2 separate regions of the Sus scrofa genome follow, and region 2 is linked to region 1. A link is a contact called in public Hi-C data. All regions are on one chromosome and are shown on one strand. Each heading gives the region's core, a stretch centred on a gene start, on an enhancer-like site or on the middle of the called end of the contact. The rest is flanking DNA. Distances are from core to core; before and after follow the strand shown.

The links. A called contact is a pair of places that touch in the nucleus more often than the background predicts.
Region 2: a contact with region 1 is called in a Hi-C map of retroperitoneal adipose tissue, with 1.7 times the contacts expected there. The contact joins two enhancer-like sites. A contact is called at or near these places in 15 of 47 Hi-C or Micro-C datasets (alveolar macrophages, embryonic fibroblasts, epiblast stem cells and 7 more).

What each region holds. Positions count from the first base shown.
Region 1 is chr10:27,397,546-27,402,675 of Sscrofa11.1, reverse strand. All of the region lies in intron 3 of C10H9orf3 (aminopeptidase O), which reads left to right. Among named protein-coding and RNA genes, the nearest start is that of C10H9orf3, 72 kb to the left of the region's middle. Within about 2 kb of position 2,060, at least 9 of the 83 cell types and tissues checked have an H3K27ac peak or open chromatin away from gene starts, as enhancers often do. A contact at or near this core is called in retroperitoneal adipose tissue, where this site is marked.
Region 2 is chr10:27,519,237-27,524,297 of Sscrofa11.1, reverse strand. No RefSeq gene overlaps it. Among named protein-coding and RNA genes, the nearest start is that of C10H9orf3, 49 kb to the right of the region's middle. Within about 2 kb of position 3,392, at least 1 of the 83 cell types and tissues checked has an H3K27ac peak or open chromatin away from gene starts, as enhancers often do. A contact at or near this core is called in retroperitoneal adipose tissue, where this site is marked.

The DNA.
Region 1 (5,130 bases), core at 811-3,310:
TGTGTTTCAACAGACAGGATAAAGCCAGTGAATTTCCCTTCCCTCCCATTTGTGTGCTGCCTGAAATCCCCTCTCTATTCAGCAGTTGAGAGGTGCACAAAGCTCTTTTATTTGGGGTTTGGTGTCTTATGAATTGTCTAGTGAAGTTCTTTGGGACTCACACAGAATCTTTTTCTACCTTCCTTGCTTGTTTCCCTGACATGCTGAATTGATTGAGTAAATGAAACACTACAGTCTCAAGCAGGAACTAATACCTGGACCCCTCCAGCCTCCATTTCTGTTTCACTTGTGATGATAACTGCACCTCCCATGATGCAACGTAGCACTCCCTACTCTCGGCCTCAGCAAGCCTATGTACTTTTTCATTCATGCTTTGGCCTTGCAGTTCAGATGGCAAAGCTTGTGCTTGGCAGTGTTTCTCAAACCTGAACATTATTTTTCTTTTCAGAGGGAAAAAAAATCTCATGATTCACCAGGGTTAAGTTGTATTTATTAGAATGCTATTTTAAAAACTGTAAATGTATCCTTACAACTGTCCCACATCTATAGCACCAAAATAAAAGTATAAATTAAGTGCAGAACAAACTATTAAATACACAAAATTCAAACGAACAACTTCAATTTAATGTATGCTTACATATGACTTATTTTGCTGAATTGAAATTGCTCCTTACAATATGAATGTGGTGTTGACAGCTCCATGAAGGTTCTTTGGAAATTGCTCTGCCTGTTCTACCCTGAGCCGCATGATGATCTTATTCCCCACCACTTTTCTTCCATATGCTGTAAAGCTTTTGCTTACACAGCATGCTATGATACCATTTACGCTTTATCCACCAAAATGATCATTCTTATGTTCTTTTCTCATTATCTCTCAATAATTAAAGCAGTGCTACATGTCCCTGTGTAATCATATACACTGCTGCAGATGTGAACGCTCAGATTGTTTGGCAGCATTCATATGTGGATAATCCAGCCTGCTGGCCACATGCGGCCTACTGCCTGCTTTTGTTAATAAAGTTTTATTGGAATATGGCCATTGTTTATGGCTGCTTTGGTGCTGTAATGGCAGAGTTGAACAGTTGCAACAAAGACTGTATGGCCTGCAAAGCCCTAAATACTTACTCACTAGCCCTTTACAGAAAAAAAATCTTCCAGGCGTTGCCCTTGTGGCTCAGTGGTAATGAACCTGACTAGTATCCACGAGAATGTGAGTTGGATTCCTGGCCCGCTCAAGTGGGTTAAAGATCCGGTGTTGCCACTGCTGCGGTATAGGTTGCAGATGAGGCGTGGATCTGGCGATGCTGTGGCATAGGCTGGCTGGTACGGCTCCGATTCAACCCCTAGCCCGGGAACTTCAGAGCCTTTCAATATTTGTCTGTCTAGCTACTTGAAGATTATCATCAAAAATTAAAACAAGAATTGACTTTAGCATTTTCATGGAAAATAGTCATACTTCCCAGAGTATATCTGTGGATTTTTTTTTTTCCAGAATTACCAATTCAGGGTATAGTTATAATAAAGTAGATGCGAATTAGGATTTGCTTACATACAACTTACACCTTATATGATCCCACAGAGCAGACTTTACCAGTTCAGACAGAGGGAGGATTGAGCTAGACAGGGAGAAAGAACTTTATGCCTAATACTGCATTCCTCCTGCAGCCCACAGCTGGGGCTTATCGGAGGCCCACCAGGCAAGAGCACTAACAGTGCTTTTTGCCAGACCCCAAAATGGCTATTTGGAGGATGGAATAATGTCTCCAAATGTGTTTGCCCTCCTTAGAGAAAACGGGTATGTGAATACAAGTTGCTACTACTTCCTCTCCGAGTCATGTTTTCTCGATTGGTCGATTGGTCTCCTAGGACCTCCCCTCCCTTGCGCACAGGGCCCTTTAAAACCATGAGCTGTCCTTGCAAACATGAGAGGCAAAACCCAACCCACCCACAAGTCACAGTTTCCGTCCCAGCGATACGTCAGCCTGATTAGTACATTTGCCAGGCACCAGCTGATTTCCCGAAAGAAGCAGAGCACCTGGGAGCAGCCTAATGTCATGAGGCAGATAACAGCGACAGAAATGACAGCAACCCTCGGGCGGGGGATGGAAGTCAGAAGACAGACCTCTGAGTTCTTGCTACATGAGGGAAATCATTCCTCCTGGCTGTTTTTAAAAACGAAGGCTAATGGTTTAGACTGTAGTGTGATGACCATCATAAAATCTGAGTAGCTGAGAAGCCTCTATCCTTTTTCTCAACAAGGCTAAGTCAAGATTTAGATTGGGCGGACTTCCCGTCGTGGCTCAGCAGAAATGAATCCAACTAGGAACCATAAGGATGGGGGGGTTCCATCCCTGGTCTTGCTGAGTAGGTTAAGGATCCAGGGTTTCCATGAGCTGTGGTGTAGGTCACAGATGTGGCTTGGATCCCGTGTTACTGTGGTGTAGGTCACAGATGTGGCTTGGATCCCATGTTGCTGTGGTGTAGGCCGGCAGCTGCAGCTCCAATTCGACTCCTAGCCTGGGAACTTCCATACGCCACATGGACGCCCCTAAAATGCAAAAAAAAAAAAAAAAAAAAAAAAAACCGATTTAGATTGACTTATTTGGCTCCTTTATCCTTTATTATTGAACTTTCTCACCATCATGTCATTTGGGCAGACAGAAATGTTAGCCTGACTCTTGTTGTCAGCCTGTATTCCCTGCCAAAATATAGCTAAACTATTACGCCCAGAGACCCAATGCCCAGTACAGTGTTTCGTATAGAATAGGTGTTCAGTACTTACTTGTTGAATGAATGTGTTCTCTGTAATCAGACAGAAGTAATATATTCATGGAAGAAGCATTTAAGATCACCACTGATAGTAACAAAAGTGATTTCAGGGTCTTTCCTTTAGTTTTGCTTCTGATTAGAGTTTATGCCTTTTCTCCAAACTCAGTATCTTTTAAAAGGAAAAAAAAAATCGATGTAGTACATTCCTGTTCCACCATTTGGTAATTTGTTGTTGTTGAATTTTGTTTTATTTTTTCAGGGTCTAATTTAGAGTCTAATTCCTAGAAAATTAGAACATTCCGCTTATATTTTTCCTAGGAAGCTTCAAGTGAATGAATAAGACTGGCTAATTTAAGCTCCTTCCAAATGTTGGAGAAGAAGCATATGAACAAATGAAAGGTGTTAAAAGCTGTATGTGCCCTCGCTTAGGATCTGATTTTGTTTTTCTATGCAAAAGTAAGAGACTGTAGACATTACTTCATCCCGGGCAAAATGCTGCTCTCCAGCCTGTCCAATAGACCAGCTCCCTGACATTCTGTCTTGATTTTGTATGGAAAGTCTAGAGAAAAGCCAAGATTTCAGGGTCTGGACCCTCTGGTGTGCCACTGAAAGCCAACTTTTCTTCTCTCTTGATGGCTCCAAATAAGCAGTACTATTTAGCCTGCTCCCACAGCAAGCAACCAGGAATGACGTGTAAGGACCTGGTAAATTAAAAGACGTGTAGGACTGGTCATGATTGTTTACACAAAGAGAGAATGCGAAGTAGGGAGAGCTCCTTATTTCTCCAACCGAGGAAACTTTATTCCAGGCTAATACACACACACACACACACACACACACACACACACACACACACATGTGTTTCCAGGGGTAGGAGTACAGAAGTGAGTACATCTTTTCTCTTTAGATTAGAAAACCCCTGGTGATGGAGGACAGTACTCTGCTCTGCTACATCCTTCGTAAGGTCTCACATAATGCCCTGCACTTTCTAAATCTTTGTCAGTTCATTCTTTTGTTCGCAACTTGCTTTTGACTAGTTCTTGCTTGTCATTCTAGCGTTGCACTTACCATATTTGGCATACGGGGAAGTCATCACGATCTCTTTTGGATTAGGATGATTCTGGCAGGCATGTGTATACCAATTCTTGTTGCTATGGGTTTTTTGTCTTAAGCTTGACATTCATGATTTTTCTCAAGGAAGTGAAGTCCTAAAGCATGCTTATGACCGTCTGGCACAGAATGATTTGTTGTCCAGTGTGCCGATCCATTTCGTATTTTAAGTTTAAGGAGAACTAGTTTATCCTAGGATTTAATTGCGGTCAGAATGCAGGTGAGACTTGGGGTAGCCAATCTGGTGAAAGGTATTCCTTTATGTATTAGCCACCAGGGACAAAAACCTCAAAACCTGTGGAGGTGCTTGTGTTCTGGGTTCAGTAGGTGGCGCTCTTCTACCTGGTTCACTAGTGTGATCTTGAAGGTCATTCTCTCCAGTCCGTGCCGTAGGCGGTTCCATGTTACCGGGAAGGAAACCTGAAGCCTTGCCCAGTGGCATCAGAGCCTGAGAAGCCATGGCATGATCTGGCACATGGCCCTGGTCAGGCAGTGTTGGTGCATACCAGCCCAGGGCGTCTTACTGTCTCCTTTGTTCTGATGCCAGTTCCCGCCCTTGAGCAACAGCGGAAAAGAGCTAAGGAAAGACAGTCACACCATGAGTATTCTGGAGGGTGGCACTAGCTCATAAAACCAGAACGCGTAGATACAGCATCTAAAACGTAGTGAGAGGAAAAAAAGTCGGGGTTTGCAGAGAGACCCAAAAACTAGAGAAAGAAGCCAAGAGAGGAAGAGCAACAAAACTGGGAGCTTCACCTATGTTGTATATGTCTACTGTATTTATTATTGTTATGTATCTATTATATTTATTATTGTTACATATCTATTATATTTATAATTATATATCTATTATATTTATTACATTAAATATATAGTATATACACTTATAAATTCATATTCATATATATGCGTGTTCCTATACATATCATCAAGCATTTAAAATTTGTAATACAGAGGTGTTCCAAAATAATGAAATAGCTTGACATAGTTTGGGCAAGAAGTTCTGAAATTAAGAATAGCTACTAGAGGAGTTCCCATCGTGGCACAGTAGAAACGAATCCAACTAGGAACCATGGGGTTGTAGGTTTGATCCCTGACCTTGCTCAGTGGGTTAAGGATCCAGCGTTGCCATGAGCTGTGGTGTAGATTGCAGACACGGCTTAGATCTGGCGTTGCTGTGGCTCTGGCATAGGCCGGCAGCTAAAGTTCCGATTGGACCCCTAGCCTGGAAACCTCCATATTGCCATGGGT
Region 2 (5,061 bases), core at 2,143-4,642, 120 kb before region 1:
ATCTGGTATGTATTAATTACCTTCTCAATAGTATCATGGAGCCATACAGTCTTAAAGGTTGGTGATTCTCAAGTGACTGTCTTGGGAATGATGTTTACATACAATCGAGATGACTATCTGGGGTTTTCTCTTCTTCTTCTCCTTTTTTTTTTTTTTTTGTTTGTTTTTAAATTTTTATTTATTTATTTATTTTTTGTCTTTTTGCCATTTTCTTGGGCCGCTCCCGCAGCATATGGAGGTTCCCAGGCTTGGGGTCGAATTGGAACTGTAGCCATTGGCCTACACCACAGCCACAGCAACATGGGATCCCCGAGACTCGTCTGCATCCTACACCACAGCTCAAGGCAACGCCAGATCCTTAACCCACTGAGCGAGGCCAGGGATTGAGCCACAACGTCATGGTTCCTAGTCGGATTTGTTAACCACTGAGCCACGACGGGAATTCCTTTTGTTTTGTTTTTTTCAGGCTGCACCTGCAGCATATGAAGTTCCCAGGCTAGGGGTCCAATCAGAGCTACAGCTGCCAGCCTACACCGCAGCCACAGCAATCCCGGATCCGTGCCACTTCTGTGACCTACACCACAGCTCATGGTAATGCTGGATCCCCAACCCAATGAGCGAGGCCAGGGATGGAACCGGCATCTTCACGGATACTAGTTGGATTGGTTTCTGCTGCACCATGATGGGAACTCCCGGTTTTCTCTTTTTTTGTGCTCTAGTATCATTGTCAGCAGTTTTCCCTTATTGTAGGTTGTTTCATCCTAAATGCATATACTTGCATGACCCCTAGTAGAAGCTTAAAGAAAATGGAAAAAAAAAAAGTGATATTGAAAGACCAGTTTTTGTATCATTTTATCAGGCAGTTTGGTACCCACTCTGCTAAACACTGGGATGAAAATAAAGCAGCATTTAGACATTTTCCTGGCTGCTCAGACTGTATATCTCATGCTGAAATGTCTCTGATCTGACATTGATTAGTAGGTGATATGTGAAAAGAACAGAAGCAGCTTTGTAGCTCATGAGATTTTGACTCAACAGCATTAAAAGGGGTAAAAATATGAGCATGTCCGTTTTGATTTTCCTTGTCTACACACAATGGATGGGAAATACTGCTATTTCCACGGCCCAAACAGCCATTCTCCAGTAACTAGCTTTTTCCAGTTGGGATAAGATGTGGGTACACAAGAGGCTGTGCCAGAGGTATGGGTTGATAAAGAATGGGGTAAACTGACTATCTGTGGGATATCTTAAGCCCAACCTCACTTAATTAAGGACCTTGATCAGAATCAAATACATATGGTGAGTTCCCACCATGGCTCAGTGGTTAACGAATCCGACTAGGAACCATGAGTTTGTGGGTTCAATCCCTGGCCTCGATTAGTGGGTTAAGGATCCAGTGTTACTGTGATCTGTGGTGTAGGTCACAGATGAGGCTCAGATCCCGCATTGCTGTGGCTCTGGTGTAGGCTGGTGGCTACAGTTCCAATTCGACCCCCAGCCTGGGAACCTCCATATGCCTCGGGAGCGGCCCTAGAAAAGGCAAAAAGACCAAAAAAAAAAAAAAAATCAAATACATATGGTGCTTTATGGTATCTGTGATGTTGGGTGTCACCTTGGTTGAGGTGGAAACTTGTTTCTCAGAATCTTCTTCCTCTATAGTCCCAGGTTAGAGCTGTCCAAAGGAAGAATCTGCACGAGGAAGTGAAGCAGCGGCCATAACTTGAATGGTTGTAGCAGTTAGACACAGGGACAGATGCTCCTGGAGGTGTGGGAGGTTTTCAGCTTGTTCTGTCTCTTGTGCTCCGAATCTTGATCTGCTTCCTAACTTCTGGCCCCTCACCATGATGCCCAGCTCGGGAGCCCCAAAGACAACAGCTTCTCGCCCGGCTGCTTCTTTGTGGTCCCCCCCTTAGGAACGGGATGTGCTTGGCTTCCAGGATTGATTCTGTGTCCTGTGATCCTTGATCCTCTTTTCAAGTCTTTCCTTTGGGAGTTCCCATGGTGGCTCATCAGAAACAAATCCGAGTAGTATTTGAGAGGATGCATGTTCAAACCCGGGCCCCACTCTGTGCATTAAGTATCCAACGTTGCTGTGAGCTGCGAGTTGTGATGCAGGTCGAAGACTCTGTTCAGATCTTGAGTTGCTGTGGCTGCAGTGTAGGCGGGCAGCCGTAGCTCCAATTTGACCCCTAGCCTGGGAACTTGCATATGCTGCAGGTGTGGTCCTAAAAAGCAAAAAAAAAAAAAAAAAAAAAAAGTCTTTACTTCCCTGGCAACTCCCAGCATGGTGCAAGCTCTACCTTTTGAAATAGGTCCCAAATTCTGTAACTCATGGGGACTCTTCCTTTCCAGTTGCACCTTAACAAAATGCTAACTGTTTAATTTGGGAGTTCCCTGGTGACCTGGCAGTTAAGGACTCAGCATTGCCACTGTTGTGGCTTGGGTTCAGGCCCCGGCCTGAGAACTTCCATATGGTGCAGACAGAAAACAAAAACAATTTCATTTGTAATTGCTTTGTTGTTCTGAAATTTAATGCTATATACTCATAATTTTGAAAGTCGAGCAATGAAAAACAAGGAAGAAAGCAAAGAACGGCTTACTCAGTCTCACTAACCAGAAATAGATTTAGTGCTAAGTTTCTACAAATTTACCTTCGGGGTTCAGGATACATTAACGTCATTCACAGAAAGGAGAAAATGGTTGTAATGGATCTGAGTGAATAATTAAATTTTATGTCATTGGCACCCTGGGTTCTATTTTTGGATTCTTTTTTGGATTAAAAAACAGGTGTGTTTGTGTTTATTTCCATTTCCACAAACCTGATTCATAAGTATGTGTGTGAAAGAAATTTTTAAGTGGCATTTCTCCTTCTTTTTAGTTAGGGTCCACATAAAATATTTTTGCCCCCATCTTAATCAGAACTACAAAAGTCTTGCTTCCTCCACCAAAAGAAGCAAAGTTCAGAATAATTCGTGGCATGCTCCATTTTTAACTTGAATATCATTGCATTTTTTCCCAGAAGAGCAATCTCTTGGGAAAAGAGTCAGGATACTTTGGGTAAGATATCATAGCAACAGCTACAACTGAGAGAATATTGTGGAAATATATCTTCCCCAATTTTCCAAACTTAGATTTATGCTCCATTCGTGCTTTTAACATGTGGAAAACCCAAATACAGACCCCTCCCAAATTAAACTGTTTTTTTTTTCTTTAAGAGCACCCTCTAAGTTCCCCTCCTGAACACATGTTGGAAAAGTTTTAGCCTTTTGCCCTCTGCCATGGATAGATCCAAGATCTTCCAGCCATATAAACCCTCCACCATGTACCACAGGCTGGAGCAACAGAGCTGTGGTGGGCCGTGGTGATGGGATGAATGTTCAGACTCACTCCCCAGCTCAGGGCCTCCCTCCTGCAGGCCAGCCTCCTGGAACAGAGTTCGAGGCTGTACCACAGCAAAAGTGTCAAGTTCCTGCATCACTTGAATTTCTCAAGGAGCTGAAAACTCAAAATTGAATCTGGAAAGGCCAGGAGTCATGTCATCATGTGTTTGACTTCCAGTCCAAAGATCTCAAGCTCAGCTCTAGCTCTGACACTCAGGTGGTCTCAGGCAAATGACCCAAACTCTGTGGGGCAGAGTGCAGATCAAATAATGTAACATCTGCGAAAATATTTCATGCATTATGAAGCTCTCTGAATGTACCGTATTCAAGTCACTGCTCTGAGGTGTGCCTGTCTCCACTCCAAAGCATTTCCCAGATTTTCCACGAATTCTCAGGGCCCCATTTTTCAAGGTCATGCCTGGCCCCATTCTTCTGCCTCCTCTGAATCCCATTTTTTATCCTCTTGGGGTTCCTGATCGCTGTCCCCGCTCCAGCCCTGTCCTCCTTTCCCCCAAATTTCGCATGAGGCCTGTGCTTGTAGCAGACTCAACTTATGCTTCTTTTTTTTTTTTTTTTTTTTTTTTTTTTTGTCTTTTTGTCTTTTGGGGCTGCACCTACGGCATATGCAGGTTCCCAGGCTAGGGGTCAAATCAGAGCTGTAGCAGCTGGTCTACACCACAGCCACAGCAATGCAGGATCCAAGCTGCGTCTGCGACCTACACCACAGCTCACGGCAACGCCAGATCCTTAACCCACTGAGCAAGGCCAGGGATTGAACCCGAAACCTCATGGTTCCTAGTCGGATTCATTTCCGCTGCGCCACAACAGGAACTCCCTCGACTCATATTTCTGAGGAGACAGAGCGGGTTTCCCTGACAGAAACATACCATAAAACTGAATCTGAGGAGTTACCATTATGGCTCAGCAGGTTACAAACCTAACTAGGATCCCTGAGGTTGCCGGTTCAATCCCTGGCCTCACTTAGTGGTTAAGGATCCCATATTGCTGTGGCTGTAGTATAGGCCAGCACCTGCAGCTCTGGATTGACCCCTAGCCTGGGAACTTCCATATGCCTCTGGTGCAGCCCTAAAAAGCAAAATAAACAAACAAAACTGAGTCTGAGATTCACCTGCTCTGAAAAGCCTCTGGCCTTTCTTCCCATTCCACTTCACTGAGTAAAGGTACCTGGCTGGCCTCTTTGAACTGTTTCCTTCTTTTTATTTATTTATTTATGTTATTATTTATCTTTTTTTTTTTTTTTTGGTCTTTTCTAGGGCTGTACTCGTGGCACATGGAGGTTCAGAGGCTAGGGTTCTAATCGGAGCTGTAGCTGCCAGCTTGTGCCACAGCCACAGTAACGTGGGATCAGAGCCATGTCTGCGACCTATACCACACCTCATGGCAGTCCCAGATCCTTAACCCACTGAGCAAGGCCAGGGATCAAACCCGCAACCTTATGGTTCCTAGTTGGATTCACTAACCACTGAGTCACGACGGGAACTCCTAATAAATTTTTTACAGTCGTACCTGTGGCATATGGAAGTTCCTGTGCTAGGTGTTGAATCAGAGCTGCAGGTGCAGGTTTATACCACAGACACAGTAACATGGGGTCCAAGCCACATCTGTGACCTATGCAGCAGCTTGCAACAATGTCAGATCCTTAACCCACTGATGAGGCCAG